Linked DNA regions of Zea mays: region 2 is linked to region 1. A link is a contact called in public Hi-C data. All regions are on one chromosome and are shown on one strand. Each heading gives the region's core, a stretch centred on a gene start, on an enhancer-like site or on the middle of the called end of the contact. The rest is flanking DNA. Distances are from core to core; before and after follow the strand shown.

Region 1 (4,425 bases), core at 733-3,232:
AGGTCGGTACTCGGTACCTTAAGGGCAGCAATTCTCTCCGCGTGCAACTTCTCAAGTTCTGGGTCCTGGTGAAAAGTTCCGTCAATTTAACAACTTACAATATGACACAGTGCTATGTGCTGTACAAAGAAGAAAAATACAAGAGATGAGTATATAAAATTTTTTGCTTCTCACATCCAACAGCTCATCAAGATCAACTTCATCATGGCTTGCAGGTGCTGATTGAGCCTTGTCTTTAGCCACCATTTCCTAAGATGATATGCAGCAACGTCATCATGACAAAATTAAAGTTCATAATGGAACACATAGAAAACATGCTCCATTTACAACGTCAGAAGTGAAATTCAAGGTGGGAGAAAGGAGAAACATGGAATCTCTATCCCATAATGGAAAGTAGGAAACAACTGAAAATGATAGGAAGAAGATGGGGAGTCTGCCAACCACAGTAAGATGACGGGGAAAACAATGATACAACAATTAAACAATTAATCTGGACTAAGAGAATCACAAAAAACGTCAAAAATAACGAAATTGATAAATGAAGTTTTCCATGATAGCCATGCAGTGTTACACGCAGGAGTCAATAGATCAATCGTCTGCTATATAAAGGGGTACAAAGTGTGTCAGGGGCTTATAGAAAAAAATCATTTTTCACCAATCCATGGTCCCCCAACAAGCTAAGAGTTCTAAACTTTACCGATCACAAGCAATACGTAGTTCATGCTTTTTTTAAAGAGATGGCAGGAACTCTGCCTTTCAACTAAGGTAGGAAAGAGAACATGAGAAAACCAATTCCTAGCTCATGCTCATTGCCAAAATAAGCCCTTTAACTAAAAACCCACTACCAGTATCATATACAAACTACCAAAGACAATGCAAAGTGTCACAAGTACAATATTCATATATAAACACACTATCCCCTAGACTAAACATTCTAAATTCAGGAAGTTCACTTAGGTCCCGTTTGTTTCCTTTCATTTCGAGGAATTGGAATCTTACTAGTACAATAGGCTATTTTTTTAGAATGTGACATTCCACCACTTTCCAAAGTTATCATATAAGTCCATCTCAAATTCATGGGATGGGAGATGGAAATTGATTCTATAGATTTACATGCTAATTTTCCGATGTACAAATTATAGCACACTCTTCTACTTGCTTCGCTATATATGTAGTATATAATTATCTCTCTCATATGATTTAAGATAATATACAAATATATTACATATATAAATATATGAACTTAATTAGTTTTGTCTAAATTATAATTATTGAAATGAAATTCAATTCCAACCAAACAAACGGCCTTATAAGATACTTCTGTGCAAATCGAGAACTAAATTTGAATACCAGGAATCTCAAAAAGAAAAATTGAATATTCACAACAGATACAACTCTGGTCCCAAGAGGGAGGAAAGCTCAGTTATTCCCCGAAGCACACTCCACACCACACAGAATCCAGTACATCCCAGCTAGACAAAGCTTGTTTGCGCAAGCCCATGAAATGGTTTATTCACAAGTACTTGGGCATCGAGCACTATCGCTCTATCGAACACCTGAAACGCAAGGGATTCTGGATTGGATCACGTCCATTCCATTACTCCCGCGAACGCTAGTCTGGATCAAACTCACGCGAACGCGTGCGCCAGCCTCGAGATCCGGCGCGCGGGCGCTAGCCACCTCCTAGTCGAACGCCGCGATCCAGTGGCGGTAGCGGTACCAAAGGCAGAACTGCGGCATGCCGGCGGCGTAAGGCGGCGCCGGAATATTGGAGGGGAGAAGTCAGTCACCTTTTGGAGGTCGCGGGCGGCGGCGGCGATGACGTTGCCGAAGGCCAGGTTAGAGAGCGTCGACTTCACCGAGTCCGGATCCATCTCCGCTGCCTCCTCCTGATGCTCCTTCTCGCGCCGGCGTCTCCCTCGGCCTCCTCCGCCGCACCGCACCGGCTCGCCGGAATTTGCTCTGGTTTCGTGGGGAAGAAAGAGGGGAGCGAAGTGAGCTAGCTAGGCCTCGGTGGCTGGGAAGCTCTTCATAGTAGAACATGGGCCACCAGACCGATGTTCCCAAAGTATTGAGCCCAACAGGCCCGCACCCGAAGTTGAGCTGAAACTTGAAAGAACTTGGGCAGTTGGGCTTGTAAGTTTTAAAACGCCTTTTTATTTTTATAAACTTTTTTGGGGAAGAATCCGTTCAGTAATCAAACAGCGAAACAATTTGATACAATTCTGCATGTAGAATCAAGTAAAAATGTAGAACACTGGCTTACAAAGGTCCCAGTTACAGAACCCGAGGTCGAGGTTCGTACTGTGAATCCCAGTTGCCGTTGATCACGTTCGGTTAGCTCTCAATTCATGTAGATTGAGTGAGATTGGGTGGGTTTAAATCTCAAGCAAGTCAAAATTCTTCTAAATTGTTTCCAATATCATACAATTCATGTATAATGGGAATAGCCGAACAAGGCCTAAAAAGGAATTGTCCAGTAAAAATGTAGGCGGTTTCACTTGATATAAGTTTTGGGTTTTGTCAGGGAGAAAGCTTTGCCATTACAATGTACAAAAAAGAAGGGAAAAAAAAAGAGAAAAAGTATCAATATTGACACATTTCAACGCAGAATGCCTGACAGTATAGCCTCCCTCCTGTACAGCTGGAGCTGGGTAACGCCACGCCGGTCTTAGCTTAGGGTCACCAGCCTCCATATTACAGAAGCCCCAGAGACTTCAGCTGGCTGATGTGCTCCGCGGGCAGTGGCGGCGGACACCAGTCTGTGCGCTCGCCATCGACGTCCTCTACAACATACTCCTGGAAGAAACCGACACCAACCATGAGTAAAAAAAACCATGGTAGATGAGGCAGCTGACGGGGATACACGGTAGAGCTCACCTTGGTTAGCAACCGTTTGGCAAGAATGTGGTAGTGGCGCTGCCAGATCCGCTGGCCAACCATGGTCGCGACCAGGACACTGTAGAATATGCCGATGACCGTGAAAAGCCCCAGCACAATGACCCCCATGATGAGGAGAAGCGGTAGCCCGGCTTCCCCAGCCCCTCCCAAGCAACCACCGCACTCGCCGGCTGTGGTAGCACAGCCTTCGAAGCAGGTAGTGCAGTCAGTCCACATGCACAGCGTGCCAGGTAGGTGGCAATCCGCACACATCCTGGAATACAGCACATGTCGGTGCGATCAAACGGTGCAGGCATGAAAACCATGACCTGGCGAGAATATACGACGAGCACAGTATAGATGCATGTACACAAGCGAAAACATGCTTTACCAATCCAGTAAAATTGTGCAAGTGCTGCAACAAACTATATGTATCTTTAAGGAGTTATAGCATCCATTCAAATAATTAGATTGAAAAACACGATCTCTTTATGTTACTTTTGTGTACATTTTTCCTATGCCACAGCAACTGTATTGGCCACTGCTTTTTTCGGGGTTAAGACATAGCTTTAGTTTAAGACAGTACATTTCATGTCTTGAAGAGTGAGCTAAGTAATACATACCCTGGCTGACAGCAACAAAGACATAATTCTCGACAAGGCTGAGCCAGGTCGTTCCGTACTCTTCGGTCATAACAGGTTATGAAGCATCCCGATAGTCCCAACAAAGCAAAAAACATTAATGCACCTGCAACCAAGAGATAAGTTCGGAATCGTTTCAGAAGGAAAACATTTCGTGACACAGAATTGACTAGAATGATAGCAACATAGTGTTCCAGTAAAAGTTTGAGCAGTTCAGTTCATATTGTTGAAGTATATATGTCAATGATGCAACTTTCTATATATCAACGATAATACGACTTTCAAAGTCTTCTATCTGAGCTCTGTTTCATCATATGTACTCTTTTTATGAATCATAATTGCAAACACATCTGATCACACCTAAAGAATCACAAACACTCATTGATCTGGGCCACAGACAGATGTTTAAGTTGCAAGCAAAGCTTTTCATGGCACCTTGCATGTTAACTCCCAATAGTTGCAGATTTATTCTTACAAAGAACAAAAAATTGTCATGTTTTCCCTTATTCTTTACTAATATTCTTTTTCAAATTAATTTACAAACTTAAAAAACCATGCAATTAATGAGCCTTAAGGATCATAGTGACAATAGGTACAGTAGAAATCAGCACATGATTTTTTATCAAATAGACATGCAGAAACAGTTGAAAGTAGTAACAAAGGGTAGATTAAGCAGTTTACCACAGATATAATAAAAACTAACTTCATTATCAAAAGCCCAGGCTGTCCTCAACCAATATTGTTGGCACCCATCAATAAAATGTACCAAATATGCCAATGCAGAGATGATCTGAATGAAGGAATAAGAAAACACCACTGGTCACTCAATTGAATATAGATAAGTGATATGGATAGAAGAATGTTTCAAAAACTTACAATCTGGACTAGAGCAAAGATGAATAAT
Region 2 (4,425 bases), core at 1,037-3,536, 180 kb after region 1:
AAGTAGAGGTCTATTAGGATTTGTTGATTTATTGATCCCCTTGCACTAGTTTTTGTGAAGTTTGTAGAGATTTTTATAGGTTATACATCCTCTCTAACCATCTAGGTTGTTACAAGTGGTATAAAGCTAAACCACCACCAATTTCAAGGTCTAACAACCTACAATATAATGATGGCTCAAATCAATCATGTTGGCAAGCCACTACACTTTGGTGGAAATGATTATGATTATTGGAAGAAACATATGTGCTTGAATTTGAAGGCTATGAGCTAAAAGGTTTGGAACATAGAAGAAGAGGATGTTTTGTGCTTCACATAAAGGACCCAACACCAATAAGGGGGAGAACTTGCAACTCAATCATCTAAATCTTGATGCAAAGGTGTTTAATTAAACCAAAGATATTAAGCATGCATGGAAGAGGCTAGAATACTCTCATGAGGGCACAATATCAGTTAAAGAAGCAGATTTATATATATTCAAGGATAAGTTGGTAAAGTTCAAAATCTAAGATGATGAGGGTGTGTCGGAGATGTTACATAGGCTCAATGTCATTGTCAATGAGCTGCTTGATAGTTTCCTAGAGGGGGTGAATAGGCAAGTCCTAAAATTTCGCAACTTAAAACAATTCTAGAACCCCAAATTAAGTGTTAGTTCAATGAGGGAGGAAAGTTTTTTCACTTGATTGCTAACTTGAATGTAGAATTTATACTAGAGCAATATCAAAAGTGAATATAAAGCAAGAACTTGAAGATAGAGAGAAGAGAAACAAATTACAGAAAAAAATAAGAAACTCAAGACGCAACAATTTGTTTGACTGAGGTTCAGCTCCGAAGAACTTATGCCCCCATTGTGGTGTCCCAAAGGACGAGGGTTGCACCCAACCCTTCTCAAGTGATATAAAGATAAAACTTGAGTGCCGCAGTTTTCTCTTATAATTTGTCTCCTCACAAGGATCTCCATATATCAGAATCTCTTGCTAGTCGTACACAAGTTGATGAGAGCTTGATCTCCACTAGAAGCAAGAGGGAGGATAAAACACATACAACAGCACAATCACAACATAAAAAGATCGAAGAATGCAAACGCAAAGTCGAAGCAGAAATCCCTCTAGCAAATACTAGTGCTTGGATCACTTTGGTGTGTATTACTAATGCTTGGAGTGAATTAATGTCTTGAAAGGGTTGGTTTGGGGGTCTATTTATAGCCACAAACCCCAAAGAGTAGTTGGAAAACACATGCACAGATCTGTTCTGCGCAGGTGCATTGGACCGGTCCAATGTACCACCAGACCAGGTAAGGTAGCCACTATCTCTAGGATCTTGACTGCACCTTCAAAACTGAGATGGTGTGGCCCAAAATACCGTCGGGTCAACTCTATGTAATTATGGGTCAAAATTAGCAATAAATATGATACCAACTAAGAAATGTTAACTGGTTTACAAATCTGTTGGGTCAGCTGACCCCGATGGAAAGGGTTGGCTCCACCCCTGATGGCGCTGGATCGGTCCAGTCCACCATCGAGTCGTCTGCTACGCCAGCTAGTTGTTGTGCCGCCCATTAGAGCCTGAGATAGTTGTTGCACCCACGAGACCCGGTGCACACCAGACTGAGCTGGTGTGCCTGAGTCATCTATCATCTTCTTTAGCCCCTCTCTAGTAAAGTGGTTCGGCGTACCACCAGACCAAGGTTAGCAAATGTTTATTACAGAGACGAAGGCTAAACGACGAGAATTTTTTTAAGCATAAACATAATGAATCCATAATTAGCAAATGTTTATTATAGTTGTAGAATCAAATGATCGAATAATCGACTAATTAGGTTTAGTAGGTTTGTCTTGCCATAATTGGTTTTATAATTTAAATGTATTTAATACTTTTAACTAGATATAGACTAAAGAGTGTTTGGTTTTTAGGGACTAATTTTTAGTCTCTATATTTTATTTTATTTTAGTTTATATATTATTAAATATAAAAACTAAAACTCTATTTTACTTCCCGTGTTTGACAATTTATATGCTAAAATAAAATAAAATAGAGTAACTAAAAATTAGTGTTTACAAACCAAACTAACCTAAATTTAGTCCGTGCGAGACAATTTGCCAACGCATCCAATCCGATCCATTCGGAGCCAGTTCATCATCCTGTCCCAGTCCAATCCTACCAAAGCTTTTCCCTCGTCCATATCTACGTCAACCAGGGAATTCCCGTGCCGGTGGGGCCGTCGGCGACGCCATGTGTCGCCGCGCTATCGCCTGGGTCACACAAGTGTGCGGGTGGGTGGCCGCCACACGCTCGCTGCGCCTGCGTGCGTGTGCTCGCCTCCCACCCTCCCCGCACTAGCTCTGCACTTTCCCTGGCAGTCGTCCCTTGTTCCTGACTTCCTGCCTGAGCGCATCCGGCCACCTTCTATCCGCCCGCCAGTCCCCGCCGGCCTCCGCGGATCATCTGCCTGGGATCAAGATCCGTCGAGGCCGAGGCACCCGCGCGCCAAAGATCGTTTCTTGATCTAAATTTGGGTGGTCGTAGGGATCAAAGCTCGGTTCTCTGCGGTGCAGTTGAGAGGGGTAAAAGTTGACTCTGATTTGTTGAGGTGTCTGGGTGTGAGAGTCGGATGGGTTCTGTGTGAAAGCTGGTGTCTCTATAGTAGTTCGAAAGGTTGAGCAATTTGGTTTAGATACTGTGGCGAGGGAGAAGGAAGATGGTTTCTTGGTCAGGGGGGGCTTTAGCCTGTAGGGTTAGGGAGTAGTGCTGTTCATCTTATCTATGCTCTGTGTGCTGTTAAATATCTGAATTGGATTCTTTGTGTATTTTCCAATGAGAATAGTTAGTTGCATTATTTGCTCTCAATATAAGAAGGACGATAAGCCTTTGATCTAAAATATAATAATTACTTGGATCAAATTGGCTTTAGTTTCTTGATGGGTTGTATGACAGCATGTGCAGTTTAAGATTTTTGCTGTTGTTGTGAGGTAAAGAGAAAGAATAGCTAGCTTGATATGACTTCTTGGACTGTTCATAGTGTTCTTGTGTTGTTGGATTTGAAAGGCTGGCTAATTTGGTAGGTTAATATAGCAACCAGTAGTTATAACATAATTTTTATTTGCAAGATTAGAAAATTGTATTGAGTTCTTGATGCAGATTCAAATAGACTTTTTATTGCTGGTTTGATCCTTGTCCATAGTCCACACATAAAGTTGATTTTTTATCTAATTATCTGCACTTCATGATCTCAATCAAACATATGGTGCTTCTTGTTCATATTTCTTTTTCCAGCGAGGTTAAAAGTTTAGCTCGTTGTGGTATTGTGATTTGTGAGCAATTGATGCTTCCATGGTACAGCATCCTAAGGAACTCCATATTTTTATGTGGACTGTATTTGTGTTCTAAATTGTGATACCTTGCGGCTCAGATTAGTTGCCCTTTGTTGCTACACATGTTTTTAACTCTTTTGATTCTTAAATATTCAATTTTGTGATGCAGCACCAATATTCTTGGCATGGTGGCTGACACGGAAAGCTCAGATTCACTGCCTGGCAGTTCAAATGCTGCTTCTGAGATGCCTGCTAATGGGTTAGCCTCAAAATATTTTTTTGGATCCAGTTTTGTACAACTAATTTCATAGCAGTAATCAGTATTCACTACTACATCTGCTCTTAGTTAGCTACCTATATTGGGTGTACATAAAAATGCTAGCATCCACAGTCCACCAGATGATTATTATGTCCCCAACCTCTTCATTTCATCCACTGCAAGTAATAAGATCTGACCAAAATGAGCAGAGCAAAATTTAAGGTAGACTGTGATCTTGGAATAGATGTTGTAGAAGATACAGAAATATGATTTAACCAGTAGTTTATGGCTGAATCCTCTTTATTTGCATTCGTTCCTCTTGTTCAGTTTAATTCTTATCTTCACCTTTTTGGGGTTTTTTGGCTAATCATTTTGCTGCTTGTTCAGTTTCATGTCATATTGAGTTCTTTAATAGGCCAGTAAAGGGCCATAACTTACTTAAAGTTTATGATCGTTGAGAGAGACAGAGGAGGCTATATGCTATTAATAATCACTACCTCTACCTCATAATTAAAGCAGTGTCATCTGCTCCCATAGGCATATCAGTTTCACCTGCATGAATATAAAATCTAAGACTAGCCATCAATTCAAATGGTATGAAATCGCAGGAAGTTCTGGCTCTGTTTTCTTTTTTTTTCTTGGGTCTTAATTTCTGACCTCACAAAAAAAATGGACATAGAAAGTTTGCTATATATAAAACACAACCTCCATATATATACATTAAAATTACTAGAAGAAACCCTTGAGAACTAAAGAGTAAAGATTGTTTAGGACAAGAGCTGTGCAGATGGGTTCCGGTTCCTAAATCCTGTGTAGGACCTCTGTGACTGAGGCAGTCATAGAAAAGGTTTACAGT

The links. Hi-C and Micro-C count contacts between places; a contact is called where the count stands out from the background.
Region 2: a Hi-C map of leaf shows a contact between it and region 1, with 5 times the contacts expected there. The contact joins the promoter of LOC100272601 here to the promoter of LOC100273012 in region 1. A contact is called at or near these places in 8 of 25 Hi-C or Micro-C datasets (ear, endosperm, leaf and 2 more).

What each region holds. Positions count from the first base shown.
Region 1 is chr4:7,450,768-7,455,192 of Zm-B73-REFERENCE-NAM-5.0, forward strand. It overlaps LOC100273012, which reads right to left and starts at 1,983. Exons shown (of 8, transcript NM_001147462.1): 1 at 1,791-1,983; 2 at 175-249; 3 at 18-65. The coding sequence starts at 1,874. It overlaps LOC100216849 (zinc finger, C3HC4 type family protein), which reads right to left. Exons shown (of 7, transcript NM_001143241.1): 3 at 4,398-4,425; 4 at 4,203-4,311; 5 at 3,504-3,627; 6 at 2,881-3,154; 7 at 2,475-2,799. The coding sequence ends at 2,698.
Region 2 is chr4:7,627,242-7,631,666 of Zm-B73-REFERENCE-NAM-5.0, forward strand. LOC100272601 reads left to right here and starts at 2,287. Exons shown (of 5, transcript NM_001147064.1): 1 at 2,287-2,563; 2 at 3,480-3,569. The coding sequence starts at 3,496.